Regions from separate parts of the Mus musculus genome. Here region 1 is linked to region 2. A link is a contact called in public HiChIP or PLAC-seq data. All regions are on one chromosome and are shown on one strand. The core of a region is the stretch at or near the end of the contact, and the rest is flanking DNA. Distances in the headings are between cores, read along the strand shown. Region 1 overlaps Bcar3 (breast cancer anti-estrogen resistance 3). Region 2 has its middle 4.0 kb from the start of Abcd3.

The links. HiChIP or PLAC-seq counts read pairs in DNA pulled down with a chosen protein or histone mark.
Region 1: a contact with region 2 is called in a FOXA1 HiChIP or PLAC-seq map of pancreatic cancer cells. The contact joins two enhancer-like sites. A contact is called at or near these places in 1 of 39 promoter capture datasets (cranial neural crest) and 2 of 115 datasets of contacts at active chromatin or transcription factors (bone marrow-derived macrophages and pancreatic cancer cells).

What each region holds. Positions count from the first base shown.
Region 1 is chr3:122,457,470-122,461,885 of GRCm38.p6, reverse strand. The region is part of intron 3 of Bcar3 (breast cancer anti-estrogen resistance 3); the gene reads right to left. Among named protein-coding and RNA genes, the nearest start is that of Gm34349, 21 kb to the left of the region's middle. Within about 2 kb of position 2,940, at least 43 of the 459 cell types and tissues checked have an H3K27ac peak or open chromatin away from gene starts, as enhancers often do. A contact at or near this core is called in pancreatic cancer cells, where this site is marked.
Region 2 is chr3:121,817,300-121,821,347 of GRCm38.p6, reverse strand. No RefSeq gene overlaps it. Among named protein-coding and RNA genes, the nearest start is that of Abcd3, 4.0 kb to the right of the region's middle. Within about 2 kb of position 1,272, at least 25 of the 459 cell types and tissues checked have an H3K27ac peak or open chromatin away from gene starts, as enhancers often do. A contact at or near this core is called in pancreatic cancer cells, where this site is marked.

The DNA.
Region 1 (4,416 bases), core at 1,691-4,190, 640 kb before region 2:
CGTCTGTCTGTCTGTCTTCCTACCCAGTGGCTGCAGTGTTCTACACTGTAGTAACACGAAACTTCCTAAGAATAGCGACAGGGCACATTGTGGGCAGAGTGGGCGAAACTGAACATGGGCCCAGAGTTAGCCTGCATTCTCGGCTGGCACCCGTTTGATCTGGTCCCACAGGGGACAGCGCGGGCTCTCTGCGGATGTGCACACTCAGGCAAAAAACCTGCAGAGCCAGCCAATTGGGCCATTATCTGGTTCATATAACTTGTTAGAATCTCACGGAATGTACAGCGTGCCATTGTCTCTGTGAGTCCCTTTCATGACTTTGTGAGCTGGCTAATTCAGAGCAGACTCGCCTGTTTTCCTGCTGGAAGAAAGCACTTCCCTCAAAGACAGCTATTTAGCCATGACCATGGCTGCAGCCATGTAGAGTACAAAAGGGAGCTGAGGCCCGGCTGCCCCCTCTTCTGCCCAAGCCTCCCACAGCCAGGCTGCTTATTTTCGGTGCTGGAGTTTGCATTATTGTTTCTCTTTTCATCTGCTGGGTGACCTGAGGTATCCCAATCCTACTACGGGAAATGGCCTCGCTGAGATCTGAGCCTTGGGCAGGCTAACTGTCTATAGGCTTAGAACCCTCTGGGAACAGGCATTAACCCCACAAAGGATGGCTTTCTGAGCCTCTCTGGACGCCCCTGGGCTCCAGAGGCCTTCATTCAGCACAATAGCTCCAGTGTCGTGACATTTCTTCTAACCTGCAAAGCAGGCTTGGCGATGGCAAGTTTTATTAAGGCTCACAAGTGGGCAACAAGAATCCGCCAAGGCTGACAGCTAGGAACCCAGCCAGGAACAAAGGCTGCATCCTGTCTTGATACTTCCTTAGGTGGTCCCTGAAGAGCAGGCTTTTGTCTTCTGGCCACATTGTGCTGTCCACAGCCTGGGCACTGGAGGACACTTGCCTCTTCATTGCTAACTTGGAAATGCAGGCAGCCCACACTTTCTGCTGCACCAAGCTTTCTAATTTACCTTCCTTAAAAAGTAATCTTTTAAGGGGTGGAAAGGTTGCTAAGAGCCAGAGGACCAGGGAGTCTGCTGTGAGATCCTCTCTCTTAGAAATGACAGGAATACTCATCCAAGATAATTCCACAATGTAGCTGCCTATACAAGACCCGAGCAATGGTGATGTCAACAGGCACAGTGCTGAGGAAGGGGGATAGCTCAGGAGACCCATGTCTACCATGTCTAGACAGAGAACTAACTACAGGCATCGATTGACGACTAACGGGGGGGGGGGGGGGGGGGATTAGCCTCCCAGGGAATGAGCACCCTAATTGGCTAGCTAATACACTGTGGTCGGCCCTAAAACCATATACACACAAACCATGCTGAACAAACCCAGCAGGCTATACTTATATATTTATGCATATGTGTATGTGTGTCTTTCGATAAAACTCAAAAGGAGGCCATCAGTTTGAGAGGGATTTGGGGCAGGGATGGGAGGGGTTGGGAAGAGGAGAAGAAAGGAAGCAATGTAATTATATACTATTTAAAATTTTAATCACAAAAGGAAGTTACACTAAAAAGAAAGAGGGGGCAGAGAGAGAGAGAAAGAAAGGGGGAAGGAAGGAAGGAAGGAAGGAAGGAGAGGAGAGGAGAGGAGAGGAGAGGAGAGGAGAGGAGAGGAGAGGAGAGGAGAGGAGAGGAGAGGAGAGGAGAGGAGAGGAGAGGAGAGGAGGGAGAGAGAGTAATATAAGCCTATGGAATTTAGTGCAAGAAGATGGGCTGACTATTGAAGCACACAAGAGTAGGTGTAAAATTAAGTTTATAAAGGGGTTACAAAAATGACCCAGGACTGAGATGGCTCAGCAGCAAAGGTGATTGCTGCCAACCCTGACAGCCTGAGTTTTAATCCCCAGGACCCATGAAACGTGGAAGGTGAGGACTGACTTCTGCAAGATATCCTGATTTCCACGCACACACAAAAATAAATAAATAGAATATAGATCATCTAGGAACAGCAGGAATATTTTTTATAAGTGCAACATAGTGGATCATAAAGTAAATAGACAGTGTGACTCTCCAGTCTTCGGAAGGGACCGAAGTGGTAGCTGATCATTGTCCATTACACCCTTGGTCCTGGTATCTGAGATACAACTTGGAATGCTTCCCGCCATCCAAACAATATGGCAATTTTATAATCAAGAGGGTGAGCATAAGCGGTAGAAGTGACACACACCTATAATATGGGCTCTCAGAAGGCTGAGGCAAAAGGATTACAAATGTCCAGCTTGCCAGCCTGGGCTACATAATGACTTTGTGGCTAGCCTTGGTGACATAATCTTTCTCAAACAACAACAAACCAAGGAGACAACATAAGAATTCCTACCACTTCCTAAAAAAGATGTCTTTCTCTCCAGTCTCTCATAGACGCAGAGGTCCCTAAAATGTTAAAATTAGAACAACAAAACCTTTCCCAGCATTCTCATTTATGGGGAAGAAGGACTCCATAGAGAAAGTTTAAGTTCAGGGTTACATTATTAATTAAAACCCGAGTGTGGACCAAACCCCCTCTGTGGGGGAGACCGACGTTACATATCACCCAGTTCCCGTTGGAAGGACATCACACTCAACTATTACTAACAGCTTTAGCATCACTAGCAAACTTGATCAAACATTCTAAGCAATCATTTGACATGTCAAAAGACCGGACACAGAGTGACTATGTCTTGACAGGGCTATGTATATGACAAGACCAGGCAGGAAATAGGTGGGCACGAAACTCTACAGCCAAGCCCAGGGCTACTTACTACCTCTCAGAGCTATTTACTTCTTTTTTTTTTTTTTTTTTTTTTTTTTTTAAAGGTTGGTTTTTATCTAGCATCAGGTATGCCAGATACGGAGAGGAAAATTCCAGAGCTGTTCAGCCCTCACCGAGTCAGCGACCACACGGTAGGCAGCAGGAAAGGTGGGGCCCGCTAAGATGTGTACATTCCGATCTCAGTGAGGTGTAGTGAGACGCAGTTATATTTGACTACAGAAAAGGCTCTGTGATTATATAAGACAGCTATGGGTCCAACTGTCAAGATGACAGCCTTCTGAGCTATTACAGGAGGGGAAAATGTGAGGGGGAATATTCATGAAGCAAGAAGAGTAGAAAAGAGAGAAAAAAACCCCAACACTCTCCAAGGGCAGAGGAAACACAAAATCGGTGAGGAAGGAGCCGCCACCTCTGCCCCCAGGGGTAGGAGGATACTTCAGATCATCCATATATTTTCCTGACCCATCCACACATCAAATGCAGCCTCTAGGTTATAGGTGGGAGGCCCAGCTGCAACCCCACCAACCACCCAGAGGCTTCTCAGCCAGGTGGATTTCCTTCCATTTCATATGCAAAGAGCTTAGACACCCCAAGGCATCTGTGATCCTGTCCCCTTTTAATGTGCCACAGATACAAACCCTCAGGTGAGAGCAGGACACAGAACTGGGCAGAGCAGAAGTTTAGCTCCTCTCTCCCTTTAGCCCTGTCTGTCTTGACACTGCAGACCAGCCACCAGCTATGGGGTCAGACTCAGGCTGGGGAGGCAGAGGGCAGCTTCAGAGGGAAGGGAGAGGGAAGACAGGGAGATGCTCTGCCTTGCCACAAGGTGGATGCTTCTGTTCAGATGAGGCTTGGCCACTGAGAAGATCGCTTCCATTCTAGAGTAATATTAAGCCCCTCAACAAGAACTCTGGCCTCCTTGCCTCTTGCTCTCTAGGCCAGTGGGGGACCTATCAGAAGGGCCCTTCAAGGCACAATATGCTTAATGTAGAATTTCTTTTTTCTAGATGCCCCAAAGACACTGAATGCTCCCAGAGATTGTAGAGAGGGAGCAGCTCAAAGCTGGAGCCAGACCACGCCTCCCTTTGTCTATGCTTCTCTCTCCTCTGCCTCCACCTCTCTTCAGCCACTATCCAATCACAGGGGCAGTTCCCTGAGTCAGGTCTTTCTGACACTGTTGGCTTGGCTCTGAGGGACAGTCCTATCAGAGAGGTGCTGTGATGGGCAGAGCTGACTCAGGAAGATTGACAGGTGGCATCTTTGGGACCTTGTGCTCAGAGACACCTCCCTCAATGTTCTGTTGGAGCTTTCTGAGCCATTGAGACCATGACATATTCCATACTGGCTCAACCTTCTTCCTAGCCGTTTCTTTAGACCAAGGGCAAAGTAAGAAAATGATAAAAGCTGAGCACTGGAGAGATGCTCGGTGGTTAAGAGCACTTGTTGCTCTTCCAGAGGACCGGGTGTGGATCAATACATCTGTACCTACAGCTCCAGGAGATCTGATGCTCTCTTCTGGTCTCTTCAGGGGACACACACACACACACACTCACACACACACACTCACATACACACTCACACACACACACACACACACACACACACAC
Region 2 (4,048 bases), core at 23-2,522:
CCAGCCTTGCTGCACCATCATCATCACCATCAACTCCTCCTCCTCTTCCTCCTCCTCTTTCCTTCTTCTTTTATGTATATGAGTGACCTGTCTTCACATATACCTAAAAGAGGGCATCAGATCCTATGACAGATGGTTGGGCGATAAAATGATTTCTTCCTAAATCAGAATATAACAGGCCCCTGAGAGTGCCTGCTACTACACTCATCCTCAGATGTCCTGTGTCCTCTTCATCTGCTGAGTTCTGTCTTTTCTCCATAACAACAATAACCACTAATAAGTCTTTAACCAATTTATTACCTACACAAATTGGATAGTTCCGTATGAGTTAACATATTGGCACATGTCGTTATAAGACAGTTTATATGTCTTATCTCAAAATGTATCACTATAAAATGCAGTTATATTGGCAAAACTATGGTCAATAGTTTTAAAAATACATAAAAATGAAAATAATAAAGAGTCCATTGAATGCTGTATAAATTTTACTTTAAAACCACCTGGCCTCTCCTCCTCCCCCACCCACTGAGGCTGGGGATGTAGCTCAGTGCTTGCCTCTGGGTGGATCCTCTGCACACATAAACTAAGCATGGTGGTCCAAGCCTGCAATTCCAGTACTTGGACGTAGGAGGATCCGAGGGTCAAGGTCCTCTCCAGCTACATAGTGAGGTAAAGGCCAGATTGGAATGTATGAGACTCTGTTTTCAATTATGCAATTTTCCATTCTGGTGGGTGGTGGTGGAGAGCGTGGGGGCCAGATATTGGGCCCATGTCTTACAAAGAGTGTGGAGCAGGACTTCGGCCTGAGGAGGGTATTGTGTGAAGTTCGCTGTCTAGGAAGGAGACCTGGCACAGCTCAGTGAAGAATCCAACCACAGGTGTGGTTCCCTGCAGCAGTTGGGCCCCTCAAAAGAGAATGCTGGTATTGAACGGAACAACTAGTCAGGCTGAGCATTACTGAGGTTTTGAAGGAGTGTTTGGTTGGATCACACAGAGAGATGGCTGGGCACTGAGTTGCTGGATGGAACATCAAGACTGATGTCATTTTGCTCTGTACCTGACCGAGTGCACAAACAAGACGAACTAAGCACACAAGGGCAGCCATGGCGAAGTAAGATTAATGTGAGAATTACAGTAAACGTCTGGCACCACAACCTGGTTTCCTGGAAAGCCCCTAGCTTAGGTTAGTTTTTCCCTCTTTCAGATCCATACATAATTTTGATTTTATAGCCAACACAGTTTTTTATGGCATTTCCCTTTTGACTGTGTCTTTGTTCACATTGCTAATCATGAGAGGGCAGGGCCATTTTATTTACTTGTAGGTGTGTCCTCAATGGGTGACTCACAAGATAACTTCTTGAGATATCAAATTAGACATTTTCTTCTTCCCTTTTCTCCAATTTGGAGAACAGGCTCTATACAGCATTGCCTTCGTTGAGGGGGAGAGCTTCGCTACCTGTGTCAAAACTCAAATACAAATTGAAGTTTCAGATCCTACCAGAGTCTGGAAAGGAGAGTTTTATCTTTTAGAGTGCACTGAGTGGGAAACAGGGCAAAGACTGTCTGGTAATCTAAGGCAGAAAGAATAAAACCTCCAGGGAGGAAGTGACTGGCGTGTTCCCTCAGTTCCTGGGGTGGGAGGTTTGGAAAGGTAGCCAAGGCTTCTGGCACAGCCCAGCTTCACATGGACGTGAGGATCCTGGAGTGTATCTTGGTGATGAGAAAACAGTAAGGGGCTTGCTCATTTGCATCTCATTATCCCCCATAACAAGTGTGCATCACTTCTGTGTCATAGACTTTGGGTAAATATTACTGTCCTCTCAGACAGCCAGGAGATGGCACAGCCTGTTAAAAAGTTTTCTCCCTATTAATTAACAGTATCACCTCCCCCCTATACAGATGAAATCCACTCTTGGTATTTGCTCCGTGCTGCCTTGAATCGGTTCTCACTACCTTTTGCCTAGATATTTCACGTAGTGTGTAAACTGGTCTCTCAGCTTTATAGTTCCTCCTCCAGTCTATTCTTCCTGCTCTTGAAGCATGTTCTACCCTAAAGCTGATGTACTAATCTTCCCCCAAACTTATGCATGCAGTTAACGCTTATCCGTGCACGCAGAATAAATCACACTCTGTTAACTTGGCGCTTTATGCCTTCCACATGTTGACACTTTCCTTAGTTAGGGTTTCCATTGCTGTGAAGAGACACCACGACCAACTCCTATAAAGGACAGCATTTAATTGGGGCTGACTTCCAGGTTCAGAGGTTCAGTCCACTATCGTCCCAGTGGGAAACATAGCAGTGTCCAGGCGGGCAAGGTGCTAGAGGAGCTGGAAGTTCCACATCTTGTCCCAAAGGCAAATAGAAGATTGTCTCCCCCTCCCCACCCCCGTGGCTTGGAGGAGGTTCTCAAAGTGCACCCCCAATGTGACACACTTCCTCCAACAAGGCCACGCCTCCTAATAGTGCCCCTCCCTGGCCAAGTATATACAAACCACCACAATACTAAGCATTTCAACATTCTCTCTCATTCCACTCTCCCCTAACCTCAGCCTTAGCCATCTTCCTCAATCTGCTTTGTTTCCCACTATTTCCTCCAAATCTCATATGTCCCAGTTTTTGCTTTTTAATAGGGTTGACCTGAATCAATCAGCTGCAAAGAGATCACACTCTAAATTTAGTGTCTGAACACAGCAAACGTGCATTATTTCCGCAGCATCTGTGAGTCAGGAGTTCCGGAGCATCGCAGTTGAGTTCTATGGTGGGGTCACTCATGAGATTGTAGTTTTCAGAAGGTGTCACCAGAGAGAGGTCTGTTTCTCAAGTGACTGGCCAGGCCGGTGTCCGATTCTCTGGGACTTCCAGAGCATTCTCCATGACAGCTGGCTTTCTCTCGAGAAAGCAGTCCAGGAGATCAAGGCCAGAGTCCTAATATCAGGAGCTCAGTCAAGAGTCACATACTATCAGATTACTCTTTGTACTAGCTCTGAAGTAAAGGAGAGAGACGAAGACTGGGAGACCAGGAGGCAAAGCTCAGGAGAACAATCATGAGAGTTGGCTGCCACATTTTTTTCCCTGATTCTTTCTTCAATCTCCAACTCCATGTGTCCCCTATCTCCCCTGTTCTCAGTAGCTCAAATTCTTTAAATGTCAGATAGCCTGGAGACTGCTTAATAAAATCCTACTTTCTCTGTCTTATATTTATTTGGTATGATGAAATGTGAATCTAAACATTGCATATCAAATGACATAGAGCTGAAGAACTTTCTTCCCTTCTAAAATCCTACACTTGGTTGCTCTGAGATTGTGTCACTGAGACAGGATCCCCTTCTTGTTTGGAGGATTTGAACAACCTGGATTTGACTTAGAGAAGTGGCTTCGTGCTGGATGGTTTTATGTCAGTTTGACACACACTAGAGTCATCTGAGAGGGAATCTCAATTAACAAACCGCCTCCACAAGATCCATAAGTGTAGGCCTGTAGGACATTTTCTTAATTAGTGATTGACAGGGGAAGGCCCAGCCCATTGTGGGTGGGGTCACTTCTGGGCTGGTGGGTTCTACAAGAAAGCAGGCTGAGCAAGCCAGTAGACAACACTCAACCTCCATGGCCTCTGCATTAGCACCTGCCTCCAGGTTCCTTCTCTGAGTTCCTGCCCTGGCTTCCTTCAGTGATGAACAGTTGATGTGGAAGTATAAGTCAAACAAACTCTTTCTTCCCCAATTTGCTTTTTGGTCATGGTGTTTCATCACAGCAATAGAAAGCCAAACTAAGACAGGCTTCAATTTAGAGACCAGGGGTTTATAGACACAATTCTCTGCACTGATTTCAATTTATGTTTCCAGAGAAATGGAACCTGGCGTCTACTTTTCAACTCAGGTTTAATATCGGCAGTGGATCTAGTTTGCTCTGAACCTCTCAAGCACTACTGCATTTAGACTTTATACTTCTTCTCTATGTGCACACATTTCCTCATCCTTTCTTGGTGATGGGGGCTGCAGTCCTTCTGTATGCTGTCCCTCTGTGCTGTCCCTCTGTGCTAAAGCTAAC